Linked DNA regions of Mustela erminea: region 2 is linked to region 1. Evidence: chromatin contacts called from public Hi-C data. All regions are on one chromosome and are shown on one strand. Each heading gives the region's core, a stretch centred on a gene start, on an enhancer-like site or on the middle of the called end of the contact. The rest is flanking DNA. Distances are from core to core; before and after follow the strand shown.

The links. A called contact is a pair of places that touch in the nucleus more often than the background predicts.
Region 2: a Hi-C map of fibroblasts shows a contact between it and region 1, with 7 times the contacts expected there. The contact joins the promoter of SSBP2 here to the enhancer-like site in region 1. A contact is called at or near these places in 3 of 3 Hi-C or Micro-C datasets (fibroblasts, skeletal muscle and spleen).

Annotation. Positions count from the first base shown.
Region 1 is chr3:58,113,132-58,117,979 of mMusErm1.Pri, reverse strand. No RefSeq gene overlaps it. Among named protein-coding and RNA genes, the nearest start is that of ATG10, 4.9 kb to the right of the region's middle. Within about 2 kb of position 1,484, the one cell type or tissue checked has open chromatin away from gene starts, as enhancers often do. A contact at or near this core is called in fibroblasts, where this site is marked.
Region 2 is chr3:58,205,739-58,210,500 of mMusErm1.Pri, reverse strand. SSBP2 (single-stranded DNA-binding protein 2) reads right to left here and starts at 1,766. Exons shown (of 16, transcript XM_032334850.1): 1 at 1,435-1,766. The coding sequence starts at 1,496. It overlaps LOC116585484 (a long non-coding RNA gene), which reads left to right and starts at 1,863. Exons shown (of 3, transcript XR_004283659.1): 1 at 1,863-2,397; 2 at 3,535-3,596.

The DNA.
Region 1 (4,848 bases), core at 235-2,734:
GGTAAGTGGGTAATGAGCTGAGAATAGAGACGGCATCACTACCACCTGTCCGGTAGCTCCACAGCCCTGATTTTGGCAGGGTGGCCCTGATGCCTGCGCAAAAGGCTGGTTGGACTTAGCTCGAGAGCTTCCTAAAATATCCATGGGCCTGATGCAATATCACTTTGTGATAGCACTGCATTGCGATGTGGTGACAGGATAACCTGGTGCTGAGGAAGGAGGGCCTTTTATGTCTTCATGATTGTGTCTGAGAGAGGCCAAGTGATGGGAGCATTCCCAAAGGAGAATGGGTCAGCTGGAAGAGTGCTTAAGCTTTCTGATGTGGAAGGAACAGAGTTCCCACCCACCCACTCCCACTGCAGAGGCTGGACACCTGGGGAGGGCTCAGTTAGGGGATTGAGACTTAGGAGGACAACCCCTAGGGGCCCCTCAGCAGTCCACAGGGCATTCTAAAAAGCAGAGCAAGTGGGGGGAAGGAGCTGTGCTAACCAGTCTTCACAGAAAAAGCAGCAGAAAGAAGAGGGTAGCTTCCTTCTAAGTATGTCCTCTGAGCAAAGGCAGAGGAGTAGGTTTGGGGAAGGGGAGAGGAGACAGACCTAATTTGGAGAAAGCCACCAAGCACCACCAAGAGCTGGTAGCACTGGCCAGGTTTGGTCTAGGCCTCCAAATAAAAACAATTTGCCTAGCTCCAGGCAAGCCCTTGTTCTGCATAATGACTTGAATTCTGAAATGTAAATTAAACCTTGCAAAGGAATGCAACTCTTTCTCCCTTCCCCAGGCCATTCTACCATTCTTAAGGGGTAAGAGGTGGTTTTAGAGGAAGATTTAAAATTTTTGCCCCTTTACCAAAGGGTGGAAAGCGGCAACCACATCTCCCGCCATCCCTACCCCCACTGTTCAAAGTGTTCAAAACTAAAAGCTGCAACATCTTTTCAGCAAGTAATCAGCACAAGTTGAAAGGCACATGCTGTCGCATTTCTGATCAGATTGTATGTTAAGCAGGAAAATATACCCCCTCTACACCCCCCCCCCCTTTTTTTTTTTTGGCTAAATGCATGTCTGTTTAAAGAGCCACCAGGCAGTGCCTCTCACTTTGTCTTGGCAGGGCACAACCATCAGACGAAGTGGGAGGAAGAAACATTAACTTCAACAGCTGTTTCTTGACCCCGGCTGTCAGTCTTCCCAAGAATAAATTTTGGAGAGTCCTATTTGAAACAAAGAGGGAGTTTTTGAGGAGAGAAAAGTTGGTTGGTTCCAGGGAGGCCGCCCAAAGAAGCAGGGAACAAGATGTTTGCAGTTACCACGCAGCCTGCAAGCCTCTGCCGGGTGCAGGGATGGAGCAAAGTAACTTGAAAGCTCCCCTCTCGGCGCCCTGTGCCTACAGCTTCCCCCCCTAACGTGCGCCCAGATCCAGCGCCGGTGGTAAGAGCCGTAGCTCGACTACAGTAATTCCCCAGCTCGGGCGGCTTGAAACTGCTCGGGCTGAATAGCATTTGCTGTTCCGTCCTGCGGCCGCCTCCCGCCGCCGCTGCCGCGCTCCCTGCAAAGCAGCTCTCATTATCCCGGAAGTTGTGCTGACACAGTCTCGCTGCCACCAGAAGTTTGTCAACATCAAACTTCTCCTGTGTGGGGTACGTTCACCTTCCACGAGTATTTAATCGAGCCAACAAGCAAACAAACAAACCCAAATAAACCTGCCCGTGATGTCATGGTCTTTTTTTTTTTTTTTTTTTTCCTTTTCCCTTCCTGGAAGGCTGGGGCCGTTAGAAATTTGGTGGTGGGCGTTTAGAGCGCCAGTGTGTTTTGCGGGGGGGGAGATCGGGGGCAGCCCCCGGGGTGGGGAGTGGGGAAGGGGCTGCGGAGGGGGCGTGCGGGCGTTGGAGCTGGGCGCAGGATAGGTGGTTAGGGGAGTGGTGCTGGCGAGTTGGTCCTGCAGCCTCTAGCCTTCCGAGGGTTTGGATACTGCACCGTCAGGGGCCAAGATTGTCGCTTGGCGTCCCCCAACCACGCAACAAAGGTTACCTGGGAGCGCTGGCCAAGTAAAGACGCCGGGGGAGGGGAGCTTTCCACACTCTCACTGCTCTTTTTGCACTCCTGCAGGACATTTCTGTAGACACCTCTTGAGATCTTTCGCAATAAAGGGCATTAGGGTCATAAAATGTATTTTGGGGCTTCAACTGCAACATAAAAGAAATCCTTGCGATTTAAGGGCAGGGATGTGCTACCTTTTCTGTCTTTAATAGGTCTGTTCTGATACCTTGATTAAACCATTCTGTCTAAACTTAACTGACTCCTTTCTCTAAGCCAGGTCTCCGGTTTAGTTCAAGTTGCTGCTACCCAGTTTGGGTGTTTGTGGTTTCCAGTTGCTCCCCCGCCGAGACGCTCCCGGCGCGGCAACTCCCACTCCCCGACTCCTTAACACCCCCCCCCCCCCCCGGGCGCCCAGCTTTGGGGAGGAGGGGGAGAGGAGGATGCTGATTAACCCTTTCCATTCCGTACTTTTATCCGGACGTGATCAATCCTGCTCGGACTGTTGGAGAAGACAAGGCCTGACTTGCGTGGTTTTGACGCTAGGCATTCATGAAGCGGTGCCATTTGGGGGCCACAGGTTTTCCTGGAGGAGCTGGAAGCTCAGACACTGATATTAACTTTGTGTCTAGTTTGAAAGGCCCTATAATAGCATTCAGACCCTGGAGATCAGAAAGGGATGGCTGCTGTCCCCCACCTAATGTTTAAAGTCAGGTGTGGGTTGCTGAGAGTGTTGGATATACCTAAAGTAGGCAACCCAAGGTTTGCTGCCTTGAACTGGAAATCTATCCACTTTTGGGGGGCAGGAAAATTCTTTTCTACTCTTCAAAAATAAGTAAAAGTGCATAATGTCTCCAAAGACAATATTACCTGTTATCCCATTAGGATATTGTGGTGAGTGGAGAGGAGGTTTAATCCATTTAGGAAGCCAGGTACTTCCTTTACTCATCTGGTTTGTTGGCTGTTATTAACCATGTTTTTAGAAAAAAAAATCATGTATACAGTACTGTGTCTCTGATAACAAGAAGGAAGACACTTTTTCCTATTTTTCAAAATGTCCTTAACAGGAAAAATTGTACTAATCCCAAAGGGGTCAGCTTACCTTAAACACAAAACAAAAAGCCAAAAGCAAAATCTAAAGAAAATGCAATTCAGGTGTTTCTCAGGGACTAGAAGATACTTTTGAGAAACACAAATCAAACTGATACAAATACAGTTATGGAGAAGGGAGTTCTTTAAAATATACACACACAACAGCAACAAAAAACAACACAAATGTGTTTTCTTGAAAGTTTAGCTATTCACTACAGTGAATTTTCCAGTTGGCCATGCCTCAAAAATTTCCCTGCATTATTTAGAGTTCTTTGGGTGGCATTTTAATTTTTATTTATTTATTTTCTTCTAATCTACAAAGTACTACTCAACATGGTTGTACCTTTGTGTGAACAGGAGTCCACAAGGACATGTGGAGGATTCCATTTCCAACACCACATGCATGAATTACTTGCCCTGGTTGTTAATCTGTCATAGCGTTAAAAACCTGATTTATAAAAGGCTAAAGGACTTTTGCAGAACAAGGTAGTATATAGTTTCCATGGTTGGGCTTATTTACAAATAAAACTATTTTCCATTTCTGTCCACAATTTCCTGGTTGCACAAAGATAATTTTCAGAGTTTTCAGTTTCTAGTTCCCCAATGGGAGCCGTAAGCATGAGGAAACAATTTCTTTTTTACAGTGATGTGAGCGCTATGCTCATCTGGATTTAGTTACTTCATAAGGTAAATATCACTAAATGTGTGCTGGGATCTTTAGGGATCTAAGGTGCTGGACGGGTGAAAATAGTCTACTGTGAAATGCTAAAGAATGTCAAACAACTGAATTTGAATTGGTTTGCAGAGCTAATTGGGTCAACTATGGTATTCTTTAAAGTGGAAATTAATTTGAACATTTTTCAAAAGTATTTTCAGTTTTCTTTTGGTTACATTTAGGTTATTTTGGTCACTATGATTTTTAGAATTTTACCCCAGGAATTCAATTAAAACAGACCCATCTGAAAAATATACCCTTCAGTGAATAATATCTGCTAATGAAAGTGTAGGTTTTGAATTTCATGCTAATTACATTTTTAAATAAGGATGTTCTTGAAATTATTTTTATTTAAAGGCAAAATATCTGCATAGATAATGGCCAAAGCTAACCAAACTGCTTTAAAAATTAATGAATATTAATGAAGTTCATGAATAGCACAATACTGCCCCTGCCTGCCTTAGGAAAACAAATGTATTGACTTCATTCTCCTAAAATAACAATCCTTAGTTACTGATGGTTAAAATAGTTTTGTTGCTAAAAGCTTGTACATAGTGCAGTTTTTGCAATTAGTAAGACTTGGCCTTGTTTAGTAGACTTCTATCTCTTCCCAAAAAGTAAGCATATTTTATCTTTTTACATACCTGAATGCTATTTTTTTTATTAATTTGCCATCTCGTGACATTTCGTGATTTTTCTAAGTTCTCGTCCCCTCTCATTTTTAGTAGCTCACATGAATGACTCAGGATTTTCAGGCCTTCATATATATTTGGTATATAGATAATGGCATCATTAGTCAGCACTTCCATTCATCTAAATTTGTCTAAGCACATGGGAAGCTGCTTAGGACATTTTGCAATGAAAGTGACAAATGGATGTCAATCAAGTGGCCCTACCCATCAACCTTATTTTCTATGATGTGTAAATGTTTGTGTGTATTTATTCCGTAAGATAGGCTATAGGCTATTTTTTGATCTGGACATGCGCCTGCTAAGGCAAGTTTCCCAGGCAGA
Region 2 (4,762 bases), core at 517-3,016, 92 kb before region 1:
CCCAGCGTGAACCCCCCTCGGAAAGGCAGAGCGCGTTCAGTGACAAGGATAAGCCTCCCCCTCAAAGTGGAGGTGGTTACTGGGAATCACCGATCTGCTGCACAGAAAAGAGGGGTTCTTCCTCAGTGGTCACAGTCACTATTCGCTCTCATTTTTAGTAACAACCAAATCACCGTTACAAGTACGTAAGAATAGCAGCAAACCACCCCGCTTCGCAGTGTGCCGTGACAGCAGCATCCCGGGCCGGGAGGGGCTCTCTTCTCGCCTGCCTCCTCCGGGCTCCCACCAGAGTTAACACCTGTATCTCCCCACCTCAACGTTTCTCGCCTTCCGGCAAATCCCTTTTCGGACCACTGCTCCCAGCGCACCCCAGACAACCTTCCACCCACCCCCACCCACCCCCGCCCGGCCGCGGCGGCTCACACAACTCCCAGCCCGCGCGCCTCGCGACCACCGCCCAGCGGGAGCCGCCCGGCCCGCCGCCCCGGCAGCCGCGGCCCCCCGACGTAGGGGAGGCGGTAAGTCTGCAAAAAAAAGTTCTCCAGCCGCCAGCGCGGAGTTGGGTCTGCCCGCGAGGCAGACACACCAGCCTGCTCCGGCAGATCCCGCTTCTCGCCAGCACACTCTTCCTCTCCGGGAACTCGGTCCTTCTTAGACTCCCAAACTTCAGCGGCGCCACTACGGGCGCCGACCACCCCTGATCTGCCAGGCGCTGGGCAGCACCGAAGCCGCGTCTCTTCACCGGCTGAAGAAAGCCCCGACGCCCACCCGGGCCCACGCCCGCACACGCCCTCCGCGCCCCGCGCGCGTCTCCGCGCCCCGCGGGGCCCCGCTCGGCCGCTCCGCGCCCGGCTTCCGCCCGCCGCGCGCCCGGCACTGCCGCCCTCACCTCGCCGGGCGATCCCGGCCCCAAGCCCCGGCGCCGGAGCCCCTGGCCGCGGCGCCCCTCTCCCTGCCTGCCCCCGACCCCAGCCCGCCCCTCCAAACACCCACAGTCTCACCGCGAGCCCTCCTCCACGCAGCTGCCCCCCTCCGCCCTCCCCGCGACCCTCGGCAGCGCTCCGGGTCCCCGCAGCCCCGGACCCCAGCTCTAAAGTTACTTTGTGAGGAGGTGAACCCGCGGGTTATTTCCCCCAATCACCCAAACAAGTTTCCATCCTCGGCACCAGCACCGCCACCGCCCCCCAGCACACCCGCTCCCTCCCGCAGGCAGCCCCCCAAAGGCCGCCCGCCCCGCGCGAGCACCTCCTGGGAAATAGCCGCTCCCCGCACCGCACGCCCCCACCTCGTGTACCCCTCCCCCTGCCAGCCCACCCCCGGCTCTCCCCAGGCGGAGAGTGTCTGGGTCTGTGTGTCTCCGAGAGAGTGTGCGAGTGCGTGCGTGTGTGTGCGCGCGTGTGAAGGCGGAGGTGGGTGAGAAGCGGAGACACTTACTTCTCCCGGGCCTGGCTGTCGGACGGGACGGCGCTGCTGTTACTCTTGCCTTTGCCGTACATGCTTGTGCCGAGAGCAGCTCCCACTGTCACGCACCTGTCAACCCATCACAGCCTCCCCGGGAACAGCCCCGTCCCCATGGCGACCCACGCAGCCACCCCCACTATTGGCCGCCCCACGCCAAAGCTCCACCCCCTTCGCCCAGGCAACGCGCGAGACTGACAGGCCTCCCCCTCCCTCCGGCCTTCCGAAGCGCGCGGTGGCTGCTACAGTCTAAGCGGCAGTCTCCTCCCTCCTTCCCTCCCTCCCGGGTTCCCTCCCTCCTTCCCTCTCCGTCCTCCTCCCTCCTCCCGCTCTCTTTCCCCCCTCCCCCCTCCGAACCCCGGCGCAAGGGGGGAATTAGAAACTGCTCTAGAAGGATTTTAAACAACTGGCTGTTCTCTCCGCCGCCGCCCCTCCCCCCGCGCCGCCCGCGCTCGGCTCCTCACTGGAGAGAAGGCGCCGGGAGGAGGGGAAAGTGCGGCCTGGAGTCGCTGGTAGGAGCCGGTGGAGCTGGAGCTGTGGCGGCCCCAGACTTCGGGGCGCCCGCCGAGTACACAGACAGACCTACGGCCCCAGCCTTCTCCGGAGCCCCCACCGGCCCCCTCTCCGGCTCCTCTCCTGTCTGTGACCCCGCGCCAGTACCCTGAATTGATCTCTGCCGCCTCAGCCCTACTCCCTGGGTGTCGCCCCCACCTCGACCCCCCCCCCCCGCCCTGCTCCCAGAGGGATGGCTGGCGAGGGACACACGCGCCGTTCCCTCGACCTTCTGTCTGAGCGACCCCGAGCGACTCGCCTTTCCTCCAGGGGAGGGACTGTGCCTCCGGCCCTCGGCGCCGCTGGAGTGGCGTCGCCTCGCCCCTAGGGCCGCGCCCTGCTTCCCTGGGGAACACCCTGCCTCAGACCTGCCTCCCCTCTTTAGAGGTGAGCCTCCTCCCAAAGATGGCCGGGGAATCCTGGGGCCTCACTGGCCCCCGTAAGCCTGGAGCCCCGTGGCACACCACGAAACAGCTCCCTCGCCTGAAATGCCGCAGAAAAGGGCTCCAGGCATCCCCACCTGGCCTGGTTTTCCAGCCTTGGTCGCTGATGTCTACTCTTCCTGACCTTTGAAGTGGAAAGGGCCACATAATGCCTTTAAAGACCTCCCTGCCCTTGTGCTCCAGAGTAGGCCCCAACCTTCCTCCAAGGTGTGCAAAGTTGTGCCAGAGCTGAAAGGCTGCCTAAGAATATCAAAACCCCTAATCCCATTTCAGTAAACGTGCAGAAAGTTTCTGAAACACAATCTGGCTCCCGATAGAACTCCATCCTTTATCTTGTGGAGATCCTTAGATGCAAAATCAGACAGAGTGCAAATGGGGTTAGGAAGAAGACATGGGCATCAAATTGGGAGTGACAGAGGAAGAGGGGTGCAGGTGGGGGTCAGACTGGGGGAAACATCAGGAAAGGATGAATAGACATGGAACAGCTATGGGAGGGGAGAGAAAATAAGATTTAAATTGGGAAAGCCACCTTTCTATTTTCACACAGAGCTTTAAGCTTTTAGTAGTAGGACCCTAAAAATGCAGATGGAGCTAAGAGATAAATGGAATGGAAAGAAATGGGTTTATATGCCCATTGACAGCAAATGACAGAAATGAAACATCAACAGAAGGTTAAGGAAGGGCAGTCAATAAGAAAGACTGAGAAAAGGGGTCGGCAGCCAAACAAAAATCAAAAACTGGGAAAAAATAAAGAAGGACCTGCTATTCTAATGTTAGAAAATATTTTTTTCATTGTAAATGGAAAGCGTAAAAAGAAAAGAATAAAAGAAATAGGATTAAGTGAAGAAAACAATATGAAAGCAAAAGAAGATGGCAAAAACAAGAGGACTGACATCATGATATAAAGATTTAAGAAAAATAAAAGTGCTTTTATTAAAAGGACAAAAATTCATCCCATAGAAGTGAGGATGAAGAAAATGGGGGGGGGGGAATCACATAGGCTTAAGCTGATTAGTTTCCAAGAGAAGTAATTTGCCATTTCTAATTCAAAATCCCTCTTTCTGTTTACAATGAACTGTAGGGATTTGGTGGTGGATACAAGGCATTCATGGACTCAGGAGAAGCAGGAGTGATGCTTAGCAAGTAAGTCTCTCTTTTGATGAACTTTTGCTCAAAATGCTCAGATAGGTATAAGGCTGCCACTCTTTACAGACTACCTTCAGAGTTAGCATATGTAATTTGTTGTTCAATTATCAACTTCCATTGGCTTTAACCCAGAAAATGATCAGCATCTCAAGGCTTCATGACCCATGGAAGACTCCCTATAAGTGACTGCTTAGACAATGCAGTCAAGGAGAGAGCTAGGCAGCTGCTAGTCCATGTTCCTGTCCACACTTGGACCAAAGTAAATTTTCATTGAAGACCTAGAATGGGCCTTGTACTGTTATCTAAAAACAAATTACTTATTATCCTTGCTCTGGTATTGGGATTCTCTATGGTTCTTAGTCATGGCACATTAGAATTACCCTAGGAGGATTTATTTTATGTTGACTTTTGTTTTAAATACAAGATCTGGACCCCACCTCAAATGAACTAACTCAGAAACTTTGTGGATGGACGCCGGGATTTGTATTTTTTGTAAGCTCCAAGTGGTTCTTTTATGGAACTAGGGCTGCTTAACTTTGCTCTTAAATATCCATCTTTTTTTAACGATTATTTATTTATTTATTTGAGAGAGAGGGGAAGAGAGAGAGAGAGAGAGAGAGAACATGAGCAGAGGGAGAGGGAGAAGCTGATTTCCCGCTGAGCAAGGAGCCAGATATGAGGCTCAATCCCAGGAACCCAAGATCATGACCTGAGCCAAAGGCAGACACTTGACTGAGCCACTCAGGCGCCCCTACAGTATCCATTTAAAGACAGCCAGTGGACACCATCAGATCTTAGCAAGATTTTTAGGTTGTGGTTATATGTAACAGATGACCCTTCCCCTATAAGGCATTAAGACATCTTTACAGAGGGCTTTACTTTTTACCCACTGAGCCAACAAATTTGTTAATAGGATGAAAATGTAAGACCACAAGTAGCTATGGTTTAATTTACTATTTCCTAAGGAGAAGAGAAAACAAGAGAAGCTATTTCCTGTCTACTGCTGCCATTTATTCATTTGATTAGTTTTTACTCAGATTTATTACATGGAAGAGTCCTTTGAGTAATGGCATCTTTTCTGATATTTAAAAAATAAATAATAGATCGGCACAGTAGGGTATGGAATTCAGAACAATTTGGTCTTAGTATCTAGAAGGAATAAA